Linked DNA regions of Ovis aries: region 2 is linked to region 1. Evidence: chromatin contacts called from public Hi-C data. All regions are on one chromosome and are shown on one strand. Each heading gives the region's core, a stretch centred on a gene start, on an enhancer-like site or on the middle of the called end of the contact. The rest is flanking DNA. Distances are from core to core; before and after follow the strand shown. Region 1 overlaps B3GNT2 (UDP-GlcNAc:betaGal beta-1,3-N-acetylglucosaminyltransferase 2). Region 2 overlaps COMMD1 (copper metabolism domain containing 1).

Evidence for each region. Hi-C and Micro-C count contacts between places; a contact is called where the count stands out from the background.
Region 2: a contact with region 1 is called in a Hi-C map of blood, with 2.7 times the contacts expected there. The contact joins two enhancer-like sites. A contact is called at or near these places in 3 of 16 Hi-C or Micro-C datasets (blood, mixed tissues and skin fibroblasts).

What each region holds. Positions count from the first base shown.
Region 1 is chr3:46,011,669-46,015,309 of ARS-UI_Ramb_v3.0, reverse strand. All of the region lies in intron 1 of B3GNT2 (UDP-GlcNAc:betaGal beta-1,3-N-acetylglucosaminyltransferase 2), which reads left to right. Among named protein-coding and RNA genes, the nearest start is that of B3GNT2, 12 kb to the left of the region's middle. Within about 2 kb of position 1,594, at least 3 of the 54 cell types and tissues checked have an H3K27ac peak or open chromatin away from gene starts, as enhancers often do.
Region 2 is chr3:46,248,978-46,252,618 of ARS-UI_Ramb_v3.0, reverse strand. All of the region lies in intron 1 of COMMD1 (copper metabolism domain containing 1), which reads left to right. Among named protein-coding and RNA genes, the nearest start is that of CCT4, 23 kb to the left of the region's middle. Within about 2 kb of position 1,833, at least 3 of the 54 cell types and tissues checked have an H3K27ac peak or open chromatin away from gene starts, as enhancers often do.

The DNA of each region.
Region 1 (3,641 bases), core at 345-2,844:
CTTTGTATCCATGGCAACCTACTTAGCTTGTTCCCTCCTCATCCCCACCTCCTGCATAATAAGAGAAAACCTGCGCAGCCAGGCTTATGTGTGGATTGTTTGAATCCTATGCAGCCACCAATATGAAAGTGTTAACACTCCAGTAAGGTTATTTCCATGGACCATAAACTTGCTAAGGCTTATAATTTGTGCTTCAGAATTCTGTTGTTGTTTATTTTCTTTGAAAAGCACTTAACATCCAAATGCTTCTTAAAGTGCTTCTTGTTTTTTTGAATCCTGATCAGAGTAACACAGTTGTTTTTTAAAAAAGGAAAAACAAAAACCAGCTTCATGTCTGGGTGTAGATTGTTCAGTGGGAAGCCTGGTGTTGTTTTCAGGATCAAGTCTGTGTACCTAACAATGAAAGGGTCAAAGTGGGTTTGTTACAAATACCATCCTCACTCTATTATTTAACGTTTGGAACTAATAACATGTATTTTACATTTTTTATTTTATGGCTAAATTTGATGCTTGTTTATAAGGAACTTAATGTAGGTTTTATTCTTTAAAGTAAATGATATGCATCCCTTTTATTCTTCTTCTCCCTTCATGACATAAGGAGTTATTTTTCTTCAAATGAACTTAAAATATCTCTCATGAATACTCCTATTTTTAACTGATTGCTTCTCTCTTTTGAATTTTTTCAAGGTTCTGATGGATCCTCTTTAAAAAAAAAAAAGCCTCTTTAAAATAGAAATTTTTAAACAGGTGCAGATACAGAGAGTGACATAATGAAGCTCCAGGGAGCCATCACTGGTTTCAGCAAGATGGTCTCCCCTTTTTGGTCCCTGCCCCATAGGCGACTGAGATGCTGTGTGGGCACCACTGAGAGAAAGAGGGCAAGCTCCTGTGGCCCTCCAGGTGTGGGTGTGGGAGTCACTGGTGTCGGGATGGTGGAATTGGGAGTCATCGGTGTGGGGGTGGTGGACGTTCTGGGAGTGACTGGACACCTCGAGAGAGAAAGGAGTGAGGAAAGTGTACATATGGCACTGAGAAATGCCTGGATTGCTGTGTCCAAGATGTTTTCAAGGAGGTGGTGGTAATCTATGGTATATGAAGGTGACATTCACAGAGACACTTAAAATTAGGTGATTAGGTGATTTAAGAAAACAAACTTATGGTTCCCAAGGGGTCAGGGGGTGGAGGGATAAACTGCGAGATCAGGATTGACATATACACACTGTGTGTGTGTGTGTAGTCACTCAGTTGGGTCTGACTCTTGGCGACCCCACGGACCGTAGCCCGCCAGGCTCCTCTGTCCATGGAGTTCTCCAGGCAAGAATACTGGAGTGGGTTGCCATGCCCTTCTCCAGGGGATCTTCCTGACCCGGGGATTGAACCCTCATCTCCTGCATCACAGGCAGATTCTTTACCATTTGAGCTACAGGGAAATAATATACACACTACTAGAAGGAAATGGCGACCCAGTCCGGTGTTCTTGCCTGGAGAATCCCAGGGACGGGGGAGCCTGGTGGGCTGCTGTCTATGGGGTCGCATAGAGTCGGACACGACTGAAGCGACTTAGCAGCAGCAGCAGCAGATACAAAATAGATGGACCTACTGTGTATAGCGCAGGGAGCTCTATTTGATACTCTGTGATGACCTATAGGGGAAAGGAATATAAGAAAAGAGTGGATATATGCATACCTGATTCTCCTTACTGTATACCTGAAACTAACACAACATTGTAAATCAACTATATTCCAGTAAAAATACAATAAAACTGAGTGATTTAAACTGCTTGGTTAAAGAGGCCCAATTTCTAAGCTGCTCAGCAGCGTGCTCATATACTGAGCAAACAACATGTTCTCTTTTATTTTGGCAACACAAATTTTTCTTGGCAGGTGGCCAGAGAAAGCGATGTTACTATTTCATCCCTTCTTTAAATATGTACACATTAAGTCTTGGTTGAACGGCTTTTCCTTTAATAGAACATTTGGACAAAAGGCCAAAATGTCACTGTTTTGAGGATGTATATTTTAAATCTGTGTGATTTATTTTGATACTTAAAAAACCTAAAAACAGTTCTCAGGCACCTGTTAGTAACTTGTTGACAATTAACCAACATTTGAGAAACAGAGAAGAGGCAGGAAAGAAATCTGGGAGATGGAGGCTAGAAGAGAGGGGAAACCACTGTGCTTGTTTGGTATCCTGTCCTGAAGTTGCCACCCGAGGGCCACTTACCACTAGAAAGGTTGTCTTCTGGGACGAGACTGCCCCTGACTCAGAAGTGGAATCCCAGGGGGCTTGCATTTTAATTGGATGTGCTGTGTGCAAGTGGCAGAGCCTGGCACTCACCATTTGGGGTGCTTTGACCTCACAGTTACAGCTTGTAGGTTGGGGAGCCTCTTGTTCATGCCTCCCTCAGGGTTGAGGAGAATGGCTCTCAGCTCACCTGGCACTGTTCAGGTTGGGACATGTTATTGGAGGTGGGGTGGTTCTGGACAACTAGCTCTTGGTACTCCGTTTGAGGGGCTTCAGTTTTGGGGAATCCCAAATGCTAGAAGGAGAGTAGATTAAATACAGTGCACTGGGGGAACTGAGCCTGTCCTCGTGGAAGAGGAGGTGGGATTTGAACCTGTACTTTTAAGCTTGGGGGAAGGATTGAGAAGTAAGAGAATGGATGTTTCCGGCTGGGAGAAGCCAGCATGAGCTGTGGTGTGGATGAGGACCACAATTGTTTTTAAGGGGTGCTGTGTCCCAGGAGGTTTTGAGGATGGCATGCTTGGGTCTCGGATGGGGTCTTTGTGAGAGTGCTTAAGGAAGAAGGGCTGCGTCACGCTCCTCCGTCCTGGCTGTGCCAACCCTGCAGCTCTGTGCCTGAATTCAAGTTTGGCAGTAGCTTAGATGGACTTGCAGGCTGGGAGCAGCCCATCTGGGGTCCCTGTTTATGCCCCCTCCCTCTACTCTCTATCTTGGGAACCTTGAATAAGTTTCTGGAAGCAGATCATTTATCTGTAAAATAAGGATACCTCAGTAACCATTGTATATCCCCTTGGGTCTTTGGCATACATCCAGGCACATGGACCAGTGTTACTGAGTCCAAGCTTGTACTGTTCACTACATGACAAGGCAGTCAGTTGAGAGACAAGATGCTGAGGCAAGGGGTAGTGACTTTATATGGAAAGTCAGCAGATAGAGAAGATGGTGGGCTAGTGTCCCAGAGAATCGTCTTACCCAAGTTAGAATTTGGGCTTCTTTCATAGTAAAAGGGAAGAGGATGTGGCAGGTTATTGCAGACTTCATGGTGTCAGAATCCTTTGTTCGTGCAGCTGTCCACATAGGTGTCTTGAAGTTCATGATGCTTCTGCAAACCTTCAGCAAGACAAATGTATTCTCTGTACTGAAACTTTTTATCTTTGTATGATTAGGAAGTGTTATGCCTTTAAGGGTTAGAGCTTTGAGAATAGGCTCTCCTGTGTATTTCAGGCTATAGGCAACATTCTTTTTGTTGTGGTTTAGTTGCAAAGTTGTGTCTTACTCTTGGGCCTTGGGCACACTTCCAGGCAAATGGACCAGTGTTACTGAGTTCAAGCTCCTACTGTTCACTACATGGCAATCGCAATTCTGAGTGATTCAGGCAGTTATCTCAAAGCTGCTTC
Region 2 (3,641 bases), core at 584-3,083, 240 kb before region 1:
GCTCTCACTATTCTCAGTCCTCTGCCTGAGGCTGGATTGAGTAGCAGGAATCTTGGTTTTGGGAGTAGAACTGAAGATTTGCCTGTGCTTCACAGTTTGAGGTAGGAAGGGAAAAAGACTTTGATTGGTTGGCTTAGGGCTGAAACTATGGGCTCAAGATAATATCAAGTTCCAGTCTTCATTTACCTTGTAAGCACCACTGAGGGATAAACATCTCTAATTCTTATGAAAACGTAAAAAGTAAATATGAATTTAAACAAAAAGGCTTTGAGCAGAGATGGAATGTCCATCTGCAATAGAAGAGAACATACACAAATAAACATTATACAAGGATGCATAGTATTTGGAATTAGAGGTCTGAGTGGACTACTTGTGGACAGAAAAGAGATATTAGCTCTTTCTGGCAAATTTCCTGGAAATGCCATTTTTGTTGCTCTTGAAGAAAATATAGAGTATTTTAGATTAAAATGAAGGGCAGCCATATAGGGCATTTAGGCTAAGAAAATAGCAGAGGTGGAGCAGGAAAACGTAGAGCACATTCAAGAAATGGTGAACAGTCTAATTTGACCAATGCATGGCCATACCCAGTTTGGAGTATTGGTTGAGGAGGCAAGAAAAAAGGGAAACTACTTTTTATTCCTTTATTCTTGCTTTTTAGCAGGTTATACTTTTTTCCCCTTCAATTAAAAAAATTTTGGTAAAGTACACAAAACATAAAATTTATCATCTTAACCCATTTCAAAGTATACAGTTCATTGGTATTAAATACACTGATAATGTTGTACATCCATCACAACCATCTGTATCTGTAACTTCGCCTTGCAGAACTGAAACCCTTACCCATTAAACAGTAACTCCATATAAATCACATCTCACTCCCTGACCAGCGCCCTCCATTTTACTTTCTGTCTTTATGATTTTGACTACTCTAAGTGTAACATATAAGAGGAATCATATAGTATTTGACTTTTTTTGTGACTGGATTATTTCATTCCACCATGGTATCTTTCCGGTTCATCCATGTTATGGTGTATGTCAGAAATTCCTTCCTTTCAAAGACTAAATAATTGTCCATTGTATGTATCAGTATGCACCACACTTTGCTTATCCATTCATGTGTCAGTGAACACGTAGGTTGCCTCCTTGCTTTAGCTCTTGTTAATAGTGCTGCTGTGGATATGGGTATACAAATACCTCTTTGAGGCCCTGCTTTCAATTCTTCTGGGTATATACCCAGAAGTGGAATTGCTCATATGGTAATTCTATTTTTAATTTTTTGAGAAACTGCCATCCTGTTTTCAACAGCAGCTGTGTCATGTTACCTTCCTACCAGCAGTGTACAAGAACTCCAATTTCTTCACATCCTCATCAGCACTTGTTATTTTCTGGGTGTGTCTGTGTGTATATTTTGACGGTAGCCATACTAATGACTATGAAGTGGGCAGGGTATACGTTTTTACATAATGATGACTGCAGAGGTCAAAACAGTTTTTTCTTCTGTCTATGGAGTCTCAACAATCTTGAATTCAACGTGCAGGCTAGAAGACAAGCAGTGAGGAAAAATATTAAAGAAAATGTAGGAATCTAGACAGAGGGGAAAAAGAAAACTAAGGATAAACATGGAGTAGTGTCATACCTTTCAGTGATCTATAGAGCCTAAAGTTCTACAGAGAGAGTGAAAATGAAGAGGGACAACAGAGGTAGGAGGAAAGGAAGGAAGGGATGTGAAACTCCCAGCAGGGAATAGGCAGTGGGTATATGTTGATAGTCTCCTTGTTGCCAGCTGCCTGCCTTCCTTTATTCATAGGCTATGTTTCAAGTTCAGCTGCTTCCTGAGCTGTAGCCTTTCCCTCTAACCTTCACATTCTGTGCCCAGGTGTAGTGTACTGACTGCTCACATTTGTACTGGCGCCTGTTTTCCTCTTGAACAGGAGCTTTTCTGCCCTACTTGGCTGGGACATGAACCCTTTAGGGCAAACCCTTCATCAGTGTGTAGATACATGAAGCTGACTCTTCACTAGCTTTAGTTTTATTTTTTGGTATCTCCTGAGAAGCAGTGAAATCAGTGATTTGAGTTTGGTGTATTTAGTTAGGGAAATGACATCCCCTATAAATACTCTGCCATGTTTATCTAATTTTTTTTTTGCTGCTTATATTTATAATTTCAACTTCTCGTAGATATGTGTTTGCCTAATCTCGGTTTCTTGCTTCCGCTGTTAACCTCTCAGGGATGCTCCTCAATTCTAGTTTACTAGAATTCTGGAGAAAGATCTTAACTATGAAGCTGGATCACAGTTTGTACACTTATGTTCTCTGTTCACTACTGCCCTCTGTTGGTGACATTAGTATATTTCCTCACCGAAATTTCCTATTAAACGAAAATTTTTAAGGAAAATTCTGTTGAGTATTGTTTTGTCTGTTGTTGATACAGGTCTTCCCCAGTGGTTTAGCGGTAGAGAATCTGCCTGCGGTGCCGGAGGTGCAGTTGGCGCAGGTTCAATCTCTGGGTCAGGAAGACCCCCTGGAGGAGGAAGTGGCCCCCTATTCTAGTATTCTCGCCAGGAAAATCCTACGGTCAGAGGAGCTTCTCAGGCTACAGTTGTGGGGTTGCAAAGAGTTGGACGCAACTGAGCATGTGCACGTGCGTGCGCGCGCGCGCGCACACACACACACACACACACACACACACACACATTGTTGATATCCTTTGTTCACATTCTTGCTATCACTTTTAAAAAAAATTGAAGTATAGTTGATTTACAGTTATTAGTTCAAGGTGTATAGCATAGTGATTCAATATTTTTATAGATTATACTCCATTTAAAGCTATTAGAAAATAATGGCTATATTTTCCTGGGCTGTACAATCTATCCTTATTGCTTATTTATTTTATACTATCTTCTCTATGGTGGCTCAGACAGTAAAAGCAACTGCCTGCAATGCGGGAGACCTGGGTTTGATCCCTGGGTCAGGAAGATCCCCTGGAGAAGGAAATGGCACCCCGCTCCAGTACTCTTGCCTGGAAAATTCCATGGGTGGAGGAGCCTGGTGGGCTGCAGTCCATGGGTTTGCCAAGAGTCGGACACGACTGAGCGACTTCACTTTCACTTTTCATCTTCTCTATGATTTGTATTAAAAGTATGTTTAAATTCTATTTAGAAATCTGTAAATACATGCCGCAGTTTATGGCTTGGCTCTCCCGTTCCACTTTTGTCTTCTACAGTCTGCCTCCTACCTCCTACAGCACAGCTGCCAGTGAACCTCGGTTTTTCCCCAACTTTACTGAGATATGACAAATAAACCAGTGACCTTTTTAAACCATACATCATACCTACTGACTGCCTTGCTTTCAACCATGTCATATTCCTGAGCTTAAAATAAGATCCAGTCCTTTTTACCATAGCCTATAGTTTCCTGTGATCTCACCTTTACCAGTTTCTCTGATCTCATTGTCTTATTCCAGCCCCACTAACCTTGTCTTTATTTAAACCTGTTAGGTGCTTTCTGAATCTGTTCAGGACCTTTGCAGGTAGTTGTCCATATGCCTGCAGTGCTTTTCCCCCAGATATTCATTTGGATTGTTTTTTTACTTCATTCATTCTCTAGCTAAAAGTGATTTCCTATGAGGTCTTCCCTGATCC